4 separate regions of the Mus musculus genome follow, and regions 1, 3 and 4 are each linked to region 2. Evidence: chromatin contacts called from public Hi-C and HiChIP or PLAC-seq data. All regions are on one chromosome and are shown on one strand. The core of a region is the stretch at or near the end of the contact, and the rest is flanking DNA. Distances in the headings are between cores, read along the strand shown.

Region 1 (3,061 bases), core at 72-2,571, 650 kb before region 2:
CATTATACCAAGGACTGGTTAGTATTGAGTTCAGAATGCAGCAAGGAGTCATTACAATGCCCTGACCATGAATGGGAGGTGGAAGAATTACTCTAACATAGTGAAACACCCTTCACTATGTAGTAGTTGGCAGCTACTTTAACCCATTTACATTAGCTTCTGAGGATATCTTAATCCTCAGAATACAGAAGTGATAGGATTGGAAGTTTATTGATTTCAACTTGCCAATTTCTTGTAAAATATCTGTATGTTTTCACCTGGTCTTCTTGGAACCTCATGTGTTAAAAGGAAGGGAGAAGATTGGTGAGTAAATATGGGGTGTGTTTGGGACTGTGTAGGACGTAAAACCATGGCAGGAAGTTTGATAAGGTAGAGCAGGTCAAGACCCAGAGACTAGGTGGGCACATGCCTGAGGCTGAGGTAACTCCCAGCTCCCTGCCAGACTCCTGACTTGGAACACATGCCATGCTTCTCACATAAAAGAGACTTGTCCCAAAATAGAGTTCTTCATGCTAATGAGGTATCTAGAGGCCCAGAGGGCTTAGTCAGTCAGCTTCCCTTTCCAGACATTCCTTCCTGCCAAAGGTATTTCATCTCAGGCCCACCCTGAGAAAGGGGCCATGGTTTTACACATCCACTTTCCGTCATGACAATAAGCTGTTTAGAACCATGGACTGCTTCTTTTTCACCAAGATCCACCTTGGGGAGCCATGAAGAAGGCCTTTGCCTACAGAGTGGCAGCTTAATCTCCTGTGGAAGGCCTCTCTGTGCTCCCAGCTGCAACCCCCTCCCCCCACCCACCCTGCCTACAACCCAACAGGAGTGCATTCTGTGATGCACTGCAGAAAAGTATGTCAGGATATAAAAGCAGAAAACCAGGCTGAGAAATGCTGGAATGTATTAGTACTGAATTTATTACTGTTTCTTCTTATTCTCCTCATGTTTGAGATAATGTGTTTTCTATTTTCTGTTTTGATCTTAATCTTTAAAGGTAGAACAATTTAGTGTCTTCTACTCCATGAATTACAACTGGTTTTTAATTTCTCCGTTAGGATTCCTGAGGAAGTTTTTTTTTTTTTCTTAGAATCTTTAAGTTTGGAAATATAGGATATTGGGAAAAAAATAATCATAGTGCTTAGAGAAAGAAGTGGAGAAGGGAAAACTTCCAAGTCTGGGAGAAGGGGACACCCGCCTCGGCACAGCACACACTCGGAACTGGGGATTTTGGCAGTAGTTTCAGAGGTTTTAGTTCAGTCTCTCATATCCCAAATGTGGAGCAGATGCCAGGTTTTTTCTCTCTAGGGCTCTGATAATGGCATATAATGAGTGGTTGTTTCCTAGCAACTAGAGAAGCAGTTCATTTTAGCTGATCCTGCAACAGGAATGAGACATTTCCCCTTGATAGTTGGTATTAGTGATTTCCCTGACAATGGAATTTCACTTTTGAATAAGGAATGCTCTCAGCCCTTGGTTTCCTAAAGAATTTTTCCTTTGAGTTGGGCTAAACTCTGCTTAATCCTGTATAAAATGAAAAAAGAAAATGTTTGAACTCCCCTAAGTACCTCTCCTGGGAAGGGCCAAACGAGTTTGATACGTAGTTTTGCAAATGGCAAGTGATTATACAAGAAGCTATAATAGGCCTGTTTTTCCCAGTGTTTAATTAACAACCAAGTTCTTTTCTGTATTTAATGTTTGCAAGAATAGAGGTTTATTAGGTAATGGCTAATGTCTTGTGGAAATAAGTATATATAAAGTTTTATTAGCAGTACTATTTCATATGAAGTGTACATAGCAAAAGCATGCATTATCCGGTGATGCAAGCTGTTTTCTCTATCATATTCATTATTCTACCCACAGATCACAGGTAGGCACTTATCAGAGTTCAGTTTAAGGTTAGTAGTTGTAAGTATTTGCATTTAACTGAGTCAAGTTCTAAAATTCTTCTTGTTGGGCAGTCGTGATAACTGCAGGAATCTGTGACTGTGGCCACAAATGGTGGCAAGAAGACATTGCAACACATGAGTTTCTTTGTTGTCATTCATAGTTGGCCAGTTTCTAAGGAGATTATTCATTTTTCTTCTTTTGACATATAAATAATAGAAAGTACTTTGTTATACAGTAAGTTTCAAAGGCTCTTAGACAATTAGGCCAAGAGATACAGTATTAAATGACATTTTAAGACAATTAAGTTAGTTAGTTCTGTCTAAGCACACCAAGAAGATGTATTGTCTTTCAGGGCACCTGTTCTCTGAGAATGCATTCACTTGCAGGTGAAGTCACTGGGTGTCATTGTGGTCAGTTGATATCTCACCATATTCATTCTTTATCAGGTGCTCATCATGTTTAAAAGTGATTTGATGGATCTCTGCGAAGCATTTAGAATTAAGAATACTACAATCCTCTGCTCTACCAGTTGAGTAGAGCTATTGGGGTAACAGTTATGGTGGAGCACCCAGAAACTGGAGTGTGGCTAGTAATCTCACAGGTGCCTCAATAACACTTGAGTTACATTAACTGGATAATGCTACATGTTATCCTGGCAGGGTAGCTGGCAGAACAATAAATCCTTAGGTAGAAAGGAAGAAAGGAAGAAAGGAAGAAAGAAAGAAAGAAAGAAAGAAAGAAAGAAAGAAAGAAGAAAAGAAAAGGAAAAAGAAAAGAAAAGAAAAAAGAAAAGAAAAGAAAAGAAAAGAAAAGAGGAGGGAGGGAGGGAAGGAAGAAAGAAAGAGGAAAAGAGACTGAGGGGGAGAGTCTACAAAGGTCAATGTGGGTAATGAGTGGGAAAGGAGGTGGCACAATTACAAAAAACGTATTTTTACATATGTTATATGTATATGCTATCTTTTAACATGTATATGATGATTTTAAAAATAAAAATATACCCCCCCAAACCAAGACAAACAAACAAACAAACAAACAAACAAAAAGAATTAAGAACACTGATTCAATTGGACAGAAAGTAGTCTTTCAGGCACCAAAAACTTGTACTTTAAAGAATACGATCTTTAAGAAAAAAAAAAAAAAGGCATGGTTTCTAGACTTCTTTGAAAACTTAATCAAA
Region 2 (3,100 bases), core at 311-2,810:
TATCTCTGTGGTTCTAATTATCGAAGGGCTTAAAGAAAGCAGAAGTTATTTGACCCGTGACTGGCCCTGCAGTCTGCTGGTGAGGGTATACGGTAACGCATGCTGCAGCAGAACTCAGATGTCCTAAACTGCAGATTATCATGCACAACCTTTCTTGGGTTGTCTTACACGTCAACAGGGAATTCCAAGGTCACGGCCACGAGCTAGGACGGATTCACATCCCCGTGCCTCTCGACTGCTGAATATATTCTACCTTCCTTTGCTTTTCCTGTAAATCCTTTCAGCATCCACTGGCTTAATTGGGGTGAATGGAGTCTGTGCCTCCCACTAGGGCAAATGTCTTGATTGAATAATTAGTGTTAATTGACACAGGCACCTCTGTCCAAGGTATGAAGTGTCTTCCTAGTTTATTTCATTATCTGTGTCTTTCTTCTCCATTTTACGGGATCCTGCTGACATTGCTACCTGACTGGATTGGCTAAAGTTAAAGCTGGGCATGCTGTTGCAGGACTCTGTTTGGAAACACAGATATTGCAGAGTGTTAGGAATCCTGGGGTATGACCTGGGCTAACAAATTATGAGCTCTAACTTGAAAAATGAGCCTTCAAAGCATAAAGCTTAGAAACCTTTGTTCTTACAAGAAATGTGACGTTTGACGTTTGTCACAGGTCCCTAGGCAGTCCATCCTGGACCTGGGGTTCTGAATTCTGCATTCTGAAGGTTTGTTGAGGATGAGAAAATGTCAGAGGAATCTGAAACCAGATCAAGCTGACCGATTAGCCAAATTATCCTCGAGCATCTACCGTAGAGGCGAGGGCTTTTAATCAGGAGCCCTGAGGTGTCTCCCTCCAGCTTTGGATCCTCTCCAGAGAGCAGCCAGGAAAAGCTTTCCCAGTGTGGAAAGCTCCCAGGGGAGATGTGGCCATGGTGGGACAATACCCAGGAAGGGCTCATCTGAGAGCCCCAGAGTAGCAGCTTGGGGAGTAAGAGCCTGAGCAGACAAGCAGGCCAGGCCACAAGGAGGAGAGATACACTAGCATTTCCTACAAGTGCCTTCTCTGTGACTGTTGTCATTAAAAGGGCTTGTTGTATCGGAGTGGGGGGGGCTTTAGCTATGGAACCATGAAACTTAATTCAGAAGAGACGGTGGGACAGCAGACTGATCTCTGTAATGTAAATGGCAGCTCTTCTGCTGAAAGCCATTGTGTCAACCGCTTGAGAACGTGGCAGTGACTTGGCAGGGAGATGGCAGAAAGGTTCTCTGGACCAACTGTCTCCTGCAGCTGTGAAAGACACACAGCCTGGCTGCCAAATGGTGAGCCCTTTTGTGCTCCGGCTGAGTTTCATTCACTCCTATGGCAACTTGAGGTTCAGCGTTCAGGAATATTAGTTTGGTCTGGACCATCGCCATCTCTTAGCAACCAAGGGAGATAGAAATTACCAGCTGGGTAATTTGATACTGGGAACCCGAAGGTCATGAAAATGGGGTATAATGGCTGTTTGTATTGAAGGGGGAGGAGGGAGGGGGGAATATGATGTAATCCTGATGTGTAGAAATGTTTGGAATGCCACAGAGATTACAAAGGAAAATCCAGTTCAAACTGGACTCTGTCTCACTCAGAGCGATTCAAGTTGGGCCAAGGAGCTCCTTTAAGCATGTATATTTTTGCTCAAATAAAAACCCCTTTGGGGTTTTGGAACTGCAGTATAGAAAATAGTTTACTCTGTATTAATTTTCTCTGAGGTTGACCCGTAGCTTAATTTACATTGAGTTTCGAAACAGTGATTTCGAGTAACATAAATAACAGGTTAGGGTTCTATTGCTCTGACTTCTGAAGGCACTGGGCCAGGGATGAGGATTGGGCTGGGAGAATGGGCAAGGGGAGACAAAAGTTGCTACAGATCTGCTTCCTGGATGCTCACACTGGCTCTAGCCCACAAGCGCACCAGCTCGTCAAGGAATTGCATGTTGGGAAACTAGAAACTGCAAAGCAGAAGCCAAAGGAAATTCTTGATAACAAGTTGTTTTCCTTTTCCCCTGGGCCCAGTGAAGGGACCATCTGTTTTTCAAACTAGAAAAGCCAGAAGATGCAGTGTTTGCTCCTGGAACGAGCCAAATTGTCATAATCTAATCAAAATTCCAAAGGATGAAGGGAGAAAGGAAGAGAGGGCTGGGGAAGCCAGGCGTGGCAGTTCCCTCGCTCTCTGCATTCCTGTAGATTCATCCAGCTGTTTTAGCAAACCAGCCTGGACAAGATGCATTTGAAGGGAGTGCGAATTACAGCAAGGAGGACTGGAAAATCCAGGGTTTTGCATGACAGGTAGCGGCCTGGTCTTGTTCTCAGGGGAGCTTGTTCACCTGCTACGCACGTGGTTCTTGTGCTGGCACAGTGGGCAGAGCGCCCTGCTTTCCCTGTCTCGGTTCGTGGTTAGACTTATTTGGCACACTCTGTTACAGTTGGGTCATGGATCTAACGCAGACAGCGGAGCGCGCCTTGCTTTTTCAGCAGTGCTAGGAATGTTTAATTCCTTCCATGCGAAGAGGTTTGGCATTTGATTTTGTGACCCAACTTCAATGAGGTGAAGTAAAAAAAATTATTAACATAAAATAAATCTCTTTTTATATATCCACTTCCTTGTATCCTCAGCCCTCTGGTTCCCATATCCAGCCGACTTACAACAGTGGAGGCTGAAGCCCATGGATTCACTGTTTCTATAGGTCAGCAGCAACTTCATATTGGTTGCTATGCGTAGCATAGACAAGCAGTGCAGACAAACAAGTCCTCTGATATGGAAACACTGTAGGATTTTGAACTCTACCATTAGGATTCTCTGAGAAGAGAAGGTCTCAGGAGAGGTTCTCACCCTTCCCAATGCTACAACCCTTTAACACAGTTCCTCGTGTTGTGGGCGACCCCCGACCATAAAATTATTTTATTGCTACCTCATAACTAGAATTTTGCTAAGGTTATGAATTGTAACGTAATTATCTGATGTGCGGATATGTGACTCTTGTGAAAGGGGATCCAAGGCCTGAGAACCTCTGGTTTCAAGGCTTTAAGACAACCAGAATGGTAGACTGTTTTGGCATCAAACTAAA
Region 3 (2,893 bases), core at 206-2,705, 550 kb before region 2:
AGTGGGCTTTAAATCCAGTTAGACAAGTGTTGGTGACCCCTGGGGTAAAGGTGCCACCGTGGTACTATTGTGCATCTCCTGACAATCCAGCCATTGTTGTGCTGAATAGCACTATTGGTTGCTTTTCTGCCTTGGCAATTGCACCTTTGAATACTGAGAGCCAGCTGTCAGGGAGGAGGCTTCCAGGTCAATTGCAACTTAATTTTAAGTTCTGTTCTGAAGTATGTGGTGTCTTCAGCATTTAGGTTCTTACCTTCATGTTCTGGGAGGCAATCAAGGGAAACAGTAGTGTCCAATGTTGCTTGAGGTATCTTTTGGAGTCCCCTGACCAACAATTCAAAGTTTCCATGCTTGGCACCAGGGCTTTTGTTAGATAGCCTTTGGTTCTTGGTAAAAACATTTTACCCTTTGTGGCATAACTTCATGTAAGTTATTTATATGTGTTTATACACTATCCTCCTTAGGGTTATTATTGCTGTGAGGAAACACTATGACCAAAAACAAATTGGGGAGGAAAGGGTTTATTTGCCTTACACTTCCACATCAATGTTCTTCAAAGGAGGAAGTCAGAGCAGGAACTCAAGCAGGTCAGGAATCTAGAGTCAGGAGCTAATTCAGAGGCCATGGGGGCATGGGGGTGGGTGCTGCTGCTTAGTGGCTTCTTCTTAGTGGTCATCCCATGGTATGAGCATCTCCAAATGTATATGTACTAATAGTAGTTTCAAATAAACATAGAATCCTGTTTCCCCATGGAGTTTTCAATCATCCTTGGTGTTCTCTATTCCTTTTTCCCTCTTGCTTAGCGTTTCCCTCCCTCTACTGACTCCAGGTAAACTCTCCCTTCTATCGTCTCATTTCCCTTTTTATATCTTTAGAGATGAGTCTGTTACCTGGAGTAACCACAGAAAGCTGGGTAGTAGAACATCAGACCCCACCTTTTAAAGGTCCTATATCACCCTAGTACCACCATTAGATTAGGCCTCTAGTAAGTAAGTCCTTTGGAGGACACACGTACAGACCATAAAAACATGAACCTGTATCGTGTAATGAGATACAAATAGTAGACAAGAATAGTTGAGCAAGAATGCACTTATGTACTGTGGCTAGAGTTCAGAGCAGTCTTTAGAGCTAATACAATAGAGAACACCCTGTGTAGTGGGTAAATTGTGAGGGAGAAGATTGGGAGGAAACAACCCACAAAGCTCCTTGTTCCTCTATGGAAAAAACAGTCTAGGTTTGAGAGGCAGTCCTTACTTCCACTTAATAAGATAACTGGGGCAGTCAGGTTAAACAGGGGCAAGGTTTAGAAATACAGTTAGGAGCAAATGCTAGATCATACAGTCATAGGAGGCCTTGGAAACAATATAATACACACTCCAGTTTTACAGTCAAGAAAACTGAGACCTAGGGTGTTTCTGAGTTTCTTGCCCAAGATTAGTCACAGCTAGATGGGGCCAGAGCTAGGATTAATTCCTTCCACATGACTGTATATGGAAATATATTAATAACAGGGCTGAGGAGGTGGCAGATTGTGGAAATACTTTGTATGTGTAGAGAATAATTTTTGCAGAGATGTGATTAATCATCTTTTAAAAGAAAGAACTATGGTCTAGCTTTTGGGTTGTTAACCAGAGAAATTAATAAAAGAAAGCAGGAATGCTCCATGAAACTGTTTTAAGACTAGAATGATCTGTCTAATGGCACAAGGAAACAACCTTCCTGGCATCTTCTGAGGCATTTTATTAATAATCATAAACATAGTAGCGGATTTTTTTAATAGCACCTCTTTTTAGATGCAAGGCATCATAACAGATATCAGTGTCTAGCAGTGGTGTAGTACTGCAACCCTCAGAAATGGTATTACTGTGCCATTTGTGAGAAAGAAATTGAAGCCAACGTGGTCACACAGCCCATCAGCTATAGGATCAGATTTTTAATCCTTATATATTTTTATCTCAAAGTTGATAATAGATAAGACCTCTTCTTCTAAAGTTACTGCTAGATAGAAAATAAATAAATAAAAGTTTAATAAAGACGTACAACCAAAACTTTAAAAAAAATATCAATGACATTCAAATTATTGATATTTTGATGAGAAGAAATGTTGATTCCAAAAGAGTTTGTGGGTTCCTGTTGGAGAAATGCCATGGGATATTGCTTGTTGTAGCTTGCTCTGCTTGTCTCCCCGTTTGTGTGCTGTGTCACTTGGTGGTCCTGCTCTTTTCCCTTACCTGGCCCTTCCCAGGACCTTCAGACAGTAGTCTGTGGCACCACTTCACCTTTACTTCACCTAATCAGGTATTAGTTGCTAATCTCTCCTCTATTTTTATTTGCTCTGATAGACTGTCTGTCTGGGCTCTGAAATGCTGTGTTTTTGTGTATTAAACTGTAAGCTGTGTGATACTGGTTATTGGAGTATCTAAACCACAGAATTCATGAAGGTCACAGAATCCACTAATCATACCAAGTCTTTGCATTTCAACAAACACTCTCCCAGGGCCATCTGTGTGTACAGGGTCCCCATCACTCAATGTTGACTCCATTCAAGCCTGACCAGTCTGCATCCACATTTCTACCATAGCCCTTCACTTTACCGGAACCAACCCATCAATTACTGTGTGAGTTTTTCAGAACACAAACTTTTAAAACCCAGCTTAGGAATTGGCTCTTTCTGGCCATCTGTATTGCTTCTCCTTGTCTTCCACTTCTCCACCCTTCACATCACGTTCACCACTCCCTCTTCCTGTCGCTCAGTAGAGCTTCAGGACTCCATGCACATCCTCTGTGTTAGCACCGAGTACTCTGTGGCAGTCCTCGGTTTTTTCTGGTGTACCAGTTAGACCCCTGACTTCTGGGTGGCTGGCCCCATAAGTGTCTCATCAACACGCGTCTG
Region 4 (2,809 bases), core at 168-2,667, 990 kb before region 2:
GCAAAGCAAAACCAAACAAATGTTCCTATGATCCTATCTTATCAGTAGACGGCTAGCCTTCTCTTCCTCTCTGCTAGCCACTCAAAAACATCTTTTTTACCACTAGGGAGGAAGGGAATCAAATATTGCTCTTTCACACTTAGGAGCTGCTTTCTATGGGAAGCTTGCTCTCCTAAGCCAAAGCAAGCTGCCCTTTCATTAGTGGTCTGACATCTTATTAGCAAACAAAATTGCTTAAGGCTTTGTCTTAGTGTCATTGTTCCATCTGGACTCAAGACGCAGCAAACCTAGCTTCAACCAACAGAAGGAACTCGATGTACTTAGATGTACTCGATAGTCACAGGCTTCAAGATCTGAGTAAGACATGTTTATTCTTGAAAGAATCCACTGAAATCCCTCCTTCTCGACTATTAGTTTTCCTCCTATAACCTGTGTGAAGTCGTGGGGGGATTTTTCTCGCCCCCACCCTGCAGTTTTCAGTGTCAGAAAACAAAGCACAGAATCTTCTCATAGTGGTGTCTTCAATAAGCCTAACATGCAACATCAATTAAATTACAGATTATTTTAGTACTAAGACAGTTCCGTTTCCTCTTTGGCCTGTTTTACGGAGGAAAAAGTACCTGCTCCAATCAGAGATTGATTTCTGATGGGTAAACAGAAACACGTTAGGGGGACTAGTTTTAGTTCTTAAATTCCAGTTCACAAAATGAGCCCCACCCCCACCCCCCGCAGGGCCAATGCTTCAGCTCGGCTCTTCCTTTTCTTCCTAAACAGAGTCGAGAGCTTGCTTGTAGCCTCCTTTTTCTTTGGAATACTCCCCTTCCTTGTCCACCTCCTCCCAGCCTGGCGCAGCGCTCGGAAGGCAGGACTTTGGGAAAGTCGCGCCTTTCTAAAGGAGTGGGTGCTGTTTACAGGCTCCGGCTGCTGGCCCCGAAGGTGACTGGAGTCAAATGTAAACCTGGCGTTTATCTCTCGCAGTCAAACATGTTGTGCAACCGGGAGCAGTGGGCACTGTGTGAAAGGTTGTTCCGGCAGCAGCCCCAGGTTCAGGATTACTCAGCTCTTCACCCTGAGCTATGTGGGACCAAGATACTGGAGGTCACCTGTGATGGAAAGACCAACGGGCCAATGAGAGGAACCAGGAGGCGGGGAAACAGTTCTTGGCAAACATTGCGGCACAGGGCAGGACATCTGAAGGAAAGTTGTTTTGTGACCTTTATTGTTTCCCATGAAAACTTTCTCAGGCATGAAACCTTAGAAGTCAGAGCAGTTTCTGGCAATACTGGTTTATTGGGGGGCCAAAACATGCTTTTTTGTAAAAGCCATTTTTCTTCTTTTTCTTGAGTCAAGATCCATCATCCCATGCAGCCCAGGGTACCTGAGAGCTGAGAATGACCTTGAACTCTTGGTCTTGCGGCCACCCCCCATTGACAGGCATGTTCTGCCAGACCCAGCTAACAGTCTGTTTTCCTTTGGTAGTAAAATGTTTAACTATTAAAAAGAACATCATCAGGCCAGTCACCCATGCTTTGTATCCTGTGAGGCTGAGACAGGAGGCCTGAGAGTTTGAAACCTGAATTTGTATTTCTTTTTTCTTTCTTTCTTTTTTTTGGAGGGGGGTGTGGGCTTTTGAGACAGGGTTTCTCTGTGTAGCCCTGGCTGTCCTGGAACTCACTCTGTAGACCAGGCTGGCCTCGAACTCAGAAATCTGCCTGCCACTGCCTCCCAAGTGCTGGGATTAAAGACATGCGCCATCACTGCCTGGCTTGAATTTGTATTTCCAAAAACCAAATACAAATACCTAAACAAAACAACAGAAGAAAAATATAAGGAGAGATGTTTAAAATCCATTTTGCTAAGAACCAGCTCTATTATGGCTGAGGTCATCATATGCTTATTAGTTTTTGTCACTTTTGTTTTGGTAACTTAAAAGCCTTTTCTCCCTTACCATATTTTAAGCACTTAAATAATATTCTATTCATCATATTTTATAACAGGACTTTCTATAGACCTGCCAGCTATATAAATAATGTCAGAGGTTTGTTAATATTTTAAAGCTCAGGCCTTAGCTGGCAGTCTTGCAAGGACTCTATCCTGATTAATTCTGGCCTGCATCCTGCCCCATGGCCAGTTCTACCTTTCCGCCAGGGCTCTCAGTCCACCTCCGCACGTGCTGCTGAATCTCCTGTGTCCCAACTCTTCTCCCAGCGTCCCTATCTCCTACCTTCCACTTCCTGCTCAGCTATGGGCCTTCATTAAAGCCGATGAGATACAATTCTAGACTGCCTTAGGCAGGTGAGGGAGAACAAATATTTACAAAATATGAGACCAGTGATGGGCCAAGGAAATAACAATACCAGATCCTGCTAATGTTTAGCTCTCTGCAAGCACAGCATTAACACTTGAATATACAGAGAGACACACCTTCACATGATGAATCGCAACAATGTTTCACTTTAATAATTCACCCAAATAGATTGCTTTCATTCTGTTTCTATACATAACACCCAAATGAACATAGTTGAAATAAAGCTTCCTATAAGAAAAGTTGTAAGTTCAGTGCCTTATAACACATATAAAACCTATGTAAAGCTGGGGTGTGTGTGTGATGGCAAATGCCTTTAATCCTAGTGTTTGGCAGGTGGATCTCTGAGTTCAAGGCCAGCCTCGTCTACAGAGTGAGTTCCTGGACAGCTAAAGCTACACAGAGAAACCCTGTCTAGAAAAATAAGACAAAACCCCAACTTAACATACAGAATATATGGAGCCGGGCTTGATGGTGAATGGCTCTGATGCATGCTTCAAAGGA

The links. Hi-C and Micro-C count contacts between places; a contact is called where the count stands out from the background. HiChIP or PLAC-seq counts read pairs in DNA pulled down with a chosen protein or histone mark.
Region 1: an H3K27ac HiChIP or PLAC-seq map of stem cell-derived neural progenitor cells shows a contact between it and region 2, with 4 times the contacts expected there. The contact joins two enhancer-like sites. A contact is called at or near these places in 2 of 115 datasets of contacts at active chromatin or transcription factors (epiblast stem cells and stem cell-derived neural progenitor cells).
Region 3: a contact with region 2 is called in a Hi-C map of the C2C12 cell line, with 2.7 times the contacts expected there. The contact joins two enhancer-like sites. A contact is called at or near these places in 1 of 15 datasets of contacts at CTCF or cohesin (the NIH/3T3 cell line), 16 of 484 Hi-C or Micro-C datasets (the 3T3-L1 cell line, 3T3-L1-derived adipocytes, the C2C12 cell line and 12 more), 1 of 115 datasets of contacts at active chromatin or transcription factors (embryonic fibroblasts) and 1 of 9 other capture datasets (embryonic stem cells).
Region 4: a contact with region 2 is called in an H3K4me3 HiChIP or PLAC-seq map of craniofacial prominence, with 6 times the contacts expected there. The contact joins two enhancer-like sites. A contact is called at or near these places in 2 of 39 promoter capture datasets (cranial neural crest and frontonasal cranial neural crest), 1 of 15 datasets of contacts at CTCF or cohesin (the NIH/3T3 cell line) and 3 of 115 datasets of contacts at active chromatin or transcription factors (craniofacial prominence, embryonic stem cells and stem cell-derived neural progenitor cells).

What each region holds. Positions count from the first base shown.
Region 1 is chr12:52,185,845-52,188,905 of GRCm38.p6, forward strand. The region is part of intron 6 of Nubpl (nucleotide binding protein-like); the gene reads left to right. Among named protein-coding and RNA genes, the nearest start is that of Nubpl, 90 kb to the left of the region's middle. Within about 2 kb of position 1,322, at least 68 of the 459 cell types and tissues checked have an H3K27ac peak or open chromatin away from gene starts, as enhancers often do. A contact at or near this core is called in stem cell-derived neural progenitor cells, where this site is marked.
Region 2 is chr12:52,834,076-52,837,175 of GRCm38.p6, forward strand. All of the region lies in intron 2 of Akap6 (A kinase (PRKA) anchor protein 6), which reads left to right. Among named protein-coding and RNA genes, the nearest start is that of Gm51971, 37 kb to the left of the region's middle. Within about 2 kb of position 1,561, at least 125 of the 459 cell types and tissues checked have an H3K27ac peak or open chromatin away from gene starts, as enhancers often do. A contact at or near this core is called in the C2C12 cell line, the NIH/3T3 cell line, craniofacial prominence and 2 more, where this site is marked.
Region 3 is chr12:52,283,231-52,286,123 of GRCm38.p6, forward strand. All of the region lies in intron 7 of Nubpl (nucleotide binding protein-like), which reads left to right. Among named protein-coding and RNA genes, the nearest start is that of Gm40423, 77 kb to the right of the region's middle. Within about 2 kb of position 1,456, at least 15 of the 459 cell types and tissues checked have an H3K27ac peak or open chromatin away from gene starts, as enhancers often do. A contact at or near this core is called in the C2C12 cell line and embryonic fibroblasts, where this site is marked.
Region 4 is chr12:51,844,059-51,846,867 of GRCm38.p6, forward strand. It overlaps Gm34894 (a long non-coding RNA gene), which reads right to left. Exons shown (of 3, transcript XR_381584.4): 2 at 1-1,103. Among named protein-coding and RNA genes, the nearest start is that of Gm34894, 6.4 kb to the right of the region's middle. Within about 2 kb of position 1,418, at least 392 of the 459 cell types and tissues checked have an H3K27ac peak or open chromatin away from gene starts, as enhancers often do. A contact at or near this core is called in the NIH/3T3 cell line and craniofacial prominence, where this site is marked.